Linked DNA regions of Zea mays: all the other regions are linked to region 3. A link is a contact called in public Hi-C data. All regions are on one chromosome and are shown on one strand. Each heading gives the region's core, a stretch centred on a gene start, on an enhancer-like site or on the middle of the called end of the contact. The rest is flanking DNA. Distances are from core to core; before and after follow the strand shown. Region 1 holds the start of LOC103638266 (kanadaptin). Region 2 holds the start of LOC100147736. Region 3 holds the start of LOC100281455 (ubiquitin-protein ligase).

What was found. Hi-C and Micro-C count contacts between places; a contact is called where the count stands out from the background.
Region 1: a contact with region 3 is called in a Hi-C map of ear, with 3 times the contacts expected there. The contact joins the promoter of LOC103638266 here to the promoter of LOC100281455 in region 3. A contact is called at or near these places in 6 of 25 Hi-C or Micro-C datasets (ear, endosperm, leaf and 2 more).
Region 2: a contact with region 3 is called in a Hi-C map of endosperm, with 2.4 times the contacts expected there. The contact joins the promoter of LOC100147736 here to the promoter of LOC100281455 in region 3. A contact is called at or near these places in 3 of 25 Hi-C or Micro-C datasets (bundle sheath, ear and endosperm).

The regions. Positions count from the first base shown.
Region 1 is chr9:38,295,440-38,298,407 of Zm-B73-REFERENCE-NAM-5.0, reverse strand. It overlaps LOC103638266 (kanadaptin), which reads right to left and starts at 1,401. Exons shown (of 12, transcript XM_008661229.3): 1 at 746-1,401. The coding sequence starts at 1,227.
Region 2 is chr9:37,952,407-37,955,289 of Zm-B73-REFERENCE-NAM-5.0, reverse strand. LOC100147736 reads right to left here and starts at 1,599. Exons shown (of 3, transcript NM_001358120.1): 1 at 994-1,599; 2 at 771-904.
Region 3 is chr9:38,086,055-38,089,024 of Zm-B73-REFERENCE-NAM-5.0, reverse strand. LOC100281455 (ubiquitin-protein ligase) reads left to right here and starts at 1,720. Exons shown (of 4, transcript NM_001361087.1): 1 at 1,720-2,113; 2 at 2,809-2,970. The coding sequence starts at 2,108.

The DNA.
Region 1 (2,968 bases), core at 152-2,651, 210 kb before region 3:
CAGTGAACAAAAAAAAGGGTAAGAAACCTTAACGCTCATTTGGATACTGAGGGTTAACTCATTTCACACAACTAAACAACTTAGAGCTGATTTGGTGACCAGGGATCACGAGGGGAACTATAAGGGAGAAATCCTTAACGCTCATTTGGGTACTGAGGGTTAACTCATTTCACACAACTAAACAACAACTTATGGCTGATTTGGTGACCAGGGATCACGAGGGGATCTATGAGGGAGAAATCCTTAACGCTCATTTGGGTATTGAGGGTTAACTCATTTCAAAATAGTAAGGGGATTCCTCTCCTATGTATCCCCTCGTGATCCTGGTCAACAAACCAGCCCTTAGGGGCTATTTGGTTCCCACCTCCTAAACTTTAGTGACTAAAAGTTTAGTCACTTTTAGTTTCTGAACTGCCAAACAGCTCCAGTGTAGAGCTGTAGTTTATAATATCAATTTAACTAGTTTTAAAAATATTTTTTATTTAAATAATAAACAAAATGACTTATTTAAATGTTTTCTAAAGGCTTACAACTCCAGCTTCTAAAGGCTTACAACTCTGCTCCAACAACTCCACCAAATTTACTGTAGCTATCCCAAACAGGGCCCAAATAGAAACTCTAGAGACTAAAGTTCAGGCACTTAAAGTTTAGGAGGGTGACTAAGGAACCAAACACCTTAATCACGAAATAAAAATATCATTAAATTAACAAAGAACTGATGAAAGGATGGGAATTGCAAACTCACACGTCAAGCTGATCAACGATCGTCCCGTCCTTGAGCACCTCAAGGAAGAAGGGTTGGCTCGGCGCGGTGCTCCACTCGGGAATGGCGTACGGCGCGCGAGCCCTCTGCCGCTCCACCGGCGACGCGGCCGCTTCCTCCATCACGTTGTTGCCGGAGGAGGCCCCGCTGCTGTTGGGCGCCTCCTTCGCTGACGAACCGCTCACGCTCGGGCTCGGGACAGCGCCTCCCTCAGCCTCTGCCGCCTTCGCTTCCATCTGCGGTGCCGGTGGGGCGGGTTTTTGAGGCGGAGGCGGAGGCATCGAGGAGGATGTGCTAGGGTTAGCGCGACCGTTCACCTCCGCTGAAGACAAGTCGGGCTCGGACGCCGCCTCCGGCCGTGCCGTCGGCGGCGAGGGGTTTGGGAGCGGAGAAGGTGGCATGGAGGCGGATGACGAAAAGGAATTAGGGTTACGCGGCGGAGGCGGTGGCATGGAAGGGTTCATGGCTGCGGCAGAAGCGGGGCTAGGACAGCAGACGGGTAGACGGCGGCGAGGTGCGAGTGGAGAGGGAGAGGTGAGTTGCGAGCGAGAGCGAGATCAAAGTCGAACAAAGCAATCTTCGCCCTTGGTTTTCAGTGTTTCGTAAGAACTCAGTATAGTTCGTGTAATATAGAGATGTGTTTAGTTTTTATGGGCTAATGTTTAGTGTTTATATTTTATTCTATTTTATTATCTAAATTATTAAATATAAAAAAATAGTTTTTGTATTTGACAATTTAGATACTAAAATAGAATAAAATGAATGGACAAAAAATTAGTCCCTAGAAACAAAATATCTCCTAAGTATTAAATAAAATTTAATCTCATCTTTTAATTATTCATGTATAGTTAGTTTTATAATTAGATTATATTTCATAATCATAATTACCATTCAAACTTTTTGATGTGATTGTGACTCTTGAGTGAAACCATATGTAGCCACTTGAGTGAAACCATATGTAGCCAATGGGTCGTGTTGTGCTCGTCCGTCGATAAATAGCGAGTTGTGTCATGTCCGTCCGTGGGTAGAAGTCTAAGTCCAAGCACGACCGGCTAGTTTTAAACGTGTCGTGTTGGGCTATCGTGCCGTGTCGTGCTACCATGCTGGGCAGCTCAAGACCCGCGTTGTAACAGAGCTCAAAAAATAAAGCTTCTATCTATTTATATGTAACCAATGGGTCGTGTCGTGCCGGCATGGACCGAGTATGGGCTGTGCCGATTTAATCGGGCCATGGTACGACACGGAAAAATAGTGAGTCGTGTCGTGATCATCTGTGGCCCAAAATCTAAGCCCAAACACGGTCCAACTAGTTTAAAACGGGTCGTGTCGGACTATTGTGGTGTGTCGTGCTATCGTACCGGGCGGTCCAAGACCCGCTTTGTAACAAAGCTCGAAAATAACTTAAAATTTACTAGGTATATGCCCGTGCGTTGCTACGGAATCAATATAATAAAATACAATAATTTTGGTATATCAATGTATGTTATCAAATTAATTTTGTAACAACGCACAAACATATACCTCTCAAGATGATATTCTATATCAACAAGTTACCTTAGCGAAGAACATTCATTTCAGAGATAAAGCTCTAATACTTCAGTTAGCATACTAAACATTAGATCTATCTAGTCCATGCTCACTTGTTGCATCTCCCCCATCAAAGAACCTTGGACCCTCTAAGAATATGTGAAACCATTGCTTCCCTGTCTGGAAGTCGCTTTGCCTGCAGTAGTTAAGAATGAGAACAGTCTTTCATCTTGTACACCATGATTGAAGATGGTCGCATGTGATCTAAAACTGATATAATTGAGATGTTAAAAGCATTCTCTTTTCATAAAGAAACCTGAATATTTCAGATCAGAAGTAACGTTGCAAGTGACCTCGAGTCAGCTTGGATTGCTGAATATTCCACAGATTCATCAACCAAAATTAGGATATGCATTTTGCTTTCAAGCGTCAATAAAAAAGAGATGCACGAATCTACATTGCAGATTACACACCGATGAGTTGACCGAACCAAGCTATTTTAAGTCTGAGATCAGTAAACTGAAAAAGCATGCACGAATCAGCATTGCAAGAGAAGACAGAAGAACTGTTTAGGTTCAAACAATAGAAAGTAAGTCTAGTAATAACCAAATATATTTTTACAAACATCATACAATGCTTCCTCAGAAAACAAGATTTACAATGAAGTATTTTGAACAT
Region 2 (2,883 bases), core at 350-2,849, 130 kb after region 3:
ATTCTGTCCTTATCTTTATATTAAGGGATTTGTTTTCTCTAGACGATAGAGACTGAACTTTGTTCTGTTATAAAATAAATACTGAGAGTTTTATTATCTCCAAATATGTCTAACCATATCTATCTTTATTTCCTAACATCTTCATCAGTCATAGCGAGAGTGAAGCGGACGGTTGCGACTGATTTCAACTCCTGTTTCTGCCATCATCTTCTCCACTACCTATATATGTGTGGACATGTACCTTATATATTTTAAGTTGGTGGACCAGTCCCAGCTACTAGGCAACTAAATCGAGCCATTGCAGCATAATTAAACATGTTCTCCCAACCTGCGAGGCAACGATACTACCCACCCTTTATTTCCTTCCCACTTGCGGTAGTTTTTACTGGTGGTAGTTCTAGATCTGGACGGTGTTGTTCATGCATGTATGGTCCAGATTCACTGTTTAGATCTACCGTTCCCCAATCATGCATATGTGGATCCATAAATCAAGAAATTGTTGAATAATGGAAGGAATATGTGAAGCTATCAAATACAATAATCCAGGGACAGAGAATTTGTTTAGTATGGTTTTACAATACTCAAACACCATGTTTAACAGTGGCAAACACACTATATATATGATCCAAACATAACATCTAGTTGTCTTGTATGAGGGTGGAAAACTAACATTTGAAGACCAGAAGAAATATCGAACGTAACAGCGTATAAATGATTACCAATAATAGCGTACTTATGCAGGAGAATAGGACTACAAAAGTAATAAGTACCTATGCTGCGATGGACAATTGCTGATGATACTAGTCTGGCAGATGTGCTGGAAAAAAAAAAGCACAGAAATCTGCTCTAATTTCCACTCCCACAAATTGATCCATGTGTACAATTCCAAAAGCCGGTTTAAAACCTGAAAGTAAAAGTAAAGGAGGTTAACAAAAAGAGAACTCTATTGATAAAAGTTTTTTTTTCGGGCGGAGGTGTGATGTGGATTGTTACCTGATAACAAAAGGGTGGTGCAGTGCCTTGGACATGGAGCCGATAGAGATGTATACAGAGGGCACAAAACCTATGAGGCAGTTACTACGATGAGAGTGTCGAATACAAATTAGACCTAAAATGACAGGGAAAAATTAACAGTGCATAAACCCCACAGAAAGATTAGTTACCAAATCAGCAATAATGACAGAGGAAGAAAAACATGAGTAAATCTAGTTTTTTAATAATAAGATAACATCCGAAACATCATGTGCAGAGGTGGCTGCACGGTATGCAATGCAAAGGAAATACGATGAAAGCTGCAGGTAATTGAAGAAGTGCAGGTAGATGCTCAGAAGCCGCGAGTGAAATGGCCGTAGGCGGCCTGGCGGTGCTGCTGGACCACGTCGCCGCGGAACTGGTGCGAGGGCCGGGGCGGTGCCGCAGCCCGCCGTAGGTGGTGCGCTGCCACGCCGCACGGCCAGCGGAGGGCGCAGGCGGGTCGGTACTCCGGCGGGTTCGTGGCTCGGTGGCGGTGGTGCGGTGCCGCACCGCGCGGCCGGCTGAGGGCTCAGGCGGGTAGGGTCTCCAGATCCTGGAGAGACAGCGACGGGGCTGATGTGGATCGGAATGGGAAGTTGCGTCGGAACTCCGGAGCTGGCGTGGGTAGGATGGTCTTTTCCCTTTCTGTTGGTGAGTGCGGGTTGGGCTGCAAATGAGGTCGGGTCGGTTCGTCTCCATGACCAGCAAGTAAGAGAAAGTTATAATTTTGTCACTCTCACAGTTTCACTTTTGACTTCATATTATGATGTCATCTCATGTCTATAACTGGTGGGATCATCTATGTCTATAATTTGTAGGTCCGATGATATATAGCGAAACCCACAAATAATAATGGCAAAATTGTCAATGGCTCAGCGAGTAAAGACTTGGCTGAGCTCGATCGCAATAGCTTGAGCTTGGTCGCATTACGAATTGGATATTGAGCTCACGAGTTACCATAATAAGTCTCATTTATAGCATAAACTAGTATAATACACGTGCATTGCGACGGTACACAATCGTATTTTCATGATATTGGTTGGGAAGGACGAGGTCGTACACGCAATGCAATCAATGGTTGAGCGAAATAAATATTATACTTTATTTTAGCCAAAAGACCGAGAAAGATATGAGTTGAAAAAGAACACAATCGCTGTTTTTATAGAGCTCTCTGTAGCTCGTCCTCATTCAGCTAACGGGGTGTTATTATATGTGTACGACTTCCTGTCGTATTGGGCTTGGTGGCTTCTCACGGTCTATATATGGTATAGCAGCCTTGATGACTTATAACTCAAGACATTGACTCCATATAAACACACGGTATGACTACCAGTTTTAAAGACCCACAACATCTTCCACTAAACATATACCCTTTTATTTTTCTCTTAGACACACGCATTAAACACACAGTTCATGGACAGATAGAACCATCAAGATATCTATGGCTATTGCACAATAATCCGATAGAGAAGAAAACATGCCTCTTGGGCACCAAATTGAGGTGCGGACAGGCCAGCCCTGAGGCCGGACGGTCCGCGGTCCGGACGGTCCGCGCCTGTGGGCCGGACGGTCCGCGCGCGCGCAGAACAGATTAGGGTTCCGAGTTTTGTGCTACGGTTGTTAGCTAGATTCGCGGAATTAGCTCGGAATCAGTTGTGTAAAGGGTCCAGCCCCCTCCTCTATAAATAGAGAGGTCTACGGCCGATTTATCATCAATCGAATCAACAACACTTCTATTTCGCATTTTATCCTAGGAGTAGTTCTAGTCTAGTTTAGGTTTAGCCTCTCGATCTCCAAATTCTCGCTTCTCTTCGACTCTACGCCGATTAGAAGAGTCTAGGTCGGCCTGCCGAGCCTAGACATCACCTA
Region 3 (2,970 bases), core at 471-2,970:
AACCCTACTTTGGGAAGAGTAGGATCAAGCAATGCTTCGTTAGACCTTAGCGTTGGAAGGACCGAGGAGTCCAGAAAAGACATACACACGACATGTTTTATGAGCAAAAAGACAAGAATACCCTTCACTGGTATTATAAACTCCATACATAGGGATTGGAACATTGTTGTGATTTTATACGAAGTTGTACAATGTTGTGCCCCTATAAATAGGTGAGAACGGTGTCCACACACATTACACTTTTTTGATTGAGAGCTCACGTACTCACACGAAGGTTCGTAGAGCTCTGTCTCTCAAGCCTTCACAATGTACTTTCCTTTGAACACTTTGAACACGTCGTAAGGTAATTTGTAATCAAACTTGTGTAACCACTCAAATGCTTGTAACTATATCAGGAAAGGAAATCAATAAAGAGAATGGAAGAATTGGCAAATGTGTTATGAGGGGTCCAGAGGTTTATTATACTCACGAATATCCCGGGCGCACGAGGGGGTTTCGAGGGCTTAAAACTAATAACTATCGCCTCAGGGTGCAAGAGTTCTCGAGAGATTATATTACTTCTTTTCCTTAGCTTTCTCTTGGCACTACATGACCTAGGGCCTAAGGTTTGTCTATGGTAGATGGGCCCTAGGTCCCTTCTGCCTGTACAAGTCTTGGTGCATATTTTTTTGTTTGGGCGCAGTAATGTCAAGCCTCCTGGCTTCAAGCTCTTCTAGCTAGTGCCAAGGGAAGTCTACGGGGCTTGGAGCCTTGAAATGGTGATCCCAACATAATAGTCCATGCAAATAGCTTCTATACTGGGATCCTTGAATGTGTCTTGGAGGTTGCCGAGGGTATGTGTTCCCCGAACGATGACATATATCTACCACACTCAACAAAGACAATATGCGATCAAATAATCATGGATCATTATTACTACACGCATAGAGGGACGAAAGAAGAGCATGTTGATGCAATAGTAGTTGTACATCCTCGCATACTAGCAACGGGAACACATTCACCCACGTTCTCCACATTTTTCTTACCGATGTCACAACAACATACTAGCAACGGGAACACATTCACCCACGTTCCCCACATTTTCTTACCGATGTCACAACAACGACAATATCTCTCTATAGCATGCACACATGCAAGAATAAAAACATCACGATACCCGTGTACTCGCACGACGTGTGCATGGAGAGAAAGGGCGGCAACAACTTGGGTGTCCATTCACACAATGTATATATACTTACTAATAAGCTTCTATTTTAAAGGTCTGTTATTATTTTTATATATTAAAATTGTTTTTAGGCATATAGTCAACACAATGACTCTGTAGGCCCACTGCCACTGATGGTTCCTAACGATCTCCATTAAAGAACCGTTGGCGTACCCTCCCGGGTCTCCAAATGCAGAGTCGAGCTGATGCCAACAAAAACAGCTTGCACAGTGTGGTCATCACTCTGCTTTACTTTTCCTAGACTTGCCGTGAAATCTATCCCTCAAAACGCCCAGCACGGTCGACGCGACGCGTGGTGGTGTGCGTTGCAAGCCAGCGTTCCTGTCTCTTCCTCCCGTGGCACTTGCCGACTGATGAGAAGAGAATGAGAAATAACCAGCTCCTGGTTAAGAAAAAAGGTCAACATCTTTGTACTCTTCCCGTCCAGCCCGTGGTGCGCTGCCTGCCTGCCTGCTGCTGGTAAACAAGTGAGTGAGCTGTGTGATTAGAAAAAAAGGGGGCGCCCTCTGCCCAACAGGAGCGACTCCGACTCCGACTCCGACTCCGAGGGCGGTGCGAGTGACCTTGCCCTTGTTTGGATTGGACGACGACTGGGTCCGCGAGCTGCCAGCGCGGTCTCCCACCACTATCCCTCTCTCCCCTCTCCGTTTGTCTCCATCCTTTCTACCTCGGCTGCTGCGTTGCGTGTGGCGCTGTGCTTGGGCAGACGTGGGCACCATGCCTGGGTGACTTGGTGTAGCACTGTAGCTGTGGCATGGAGCTGAGGAAGACGACGACGGGGGAGAGAAGAATGCTCCCCGGGTGCTAACTTGGCCGCCGCTGCTCAGGGGACGAGTCGAGGGGGAGAAGAGGAAAGTCCAGTTTCTTCAGCTTCTTGGTTGGATGCAGGTATGTTCCGCTGCCTGACTTGATTGCTTATTTGGATGCAGTTCCTTGTGACTTAAAATGGTTTGGGCGGGGAAATTACCAGAGTTTTGGGGATGTGATCCTCCCTCCCCCTCCCCCCCCCCCCCCCCCCCCCCAAAATCGCTGTTCTTGTTGTTCTCTCCTTTTAATCACTGTGCCTTTGCCACGAATTAGGGCATCTTCCTCTTATTTCAAATTGAGAAAAATCAGGACATCCTCAATGAGTTTCGAAGGTGCTGGGGCCAGATGAACCTGTCAAATTACAATCCAAGTGCGTATAGTGCTGACAGGAGAAAGCATGTGTTCTTAGATGTTCTTCATGTTCCTTCCAGGACCATGAGAACTGGAAAGTCCAGTCCAGCAGACAGCAGCTAACGTACAAACCAATCTGCCATAGTTTCTGCCGTGAATACCATCATGATTTTTTTTTTGGTGGGGTGCGGAGTGGCCACCTCTGTAGTATTATTATACCACTATTCACCAATTGTCTAGAATCAATCCCTATCAGTTTAAGATTGCAGAATTGTACTTTTGTATCGAACAAAGTTTGGTAGGTTTCTTCTTTACGACTTCCTAGTCTGAAGTCTGAACTACCCTTTTCCACACCAAAAGCAAAAAAAATAAAGAAAAGAAAAAAACATCTTTGGTGCCTAATGTGCACTTTCGCTTTGTTTCAGCGAAGTGAGGCGCAGGCCAGGAAGGCATCACTCGCCGAGTCTGTTCTAGCAGCCATCTCCGAGCTGATGCCTTCAGCGGCAGCCGCCGTCGATGCTGAGCACGAGAGCTTCATGGATGTCGGCAGCCACCTCCACCATGGAGCCCTGCCCACAGTGTCAGTG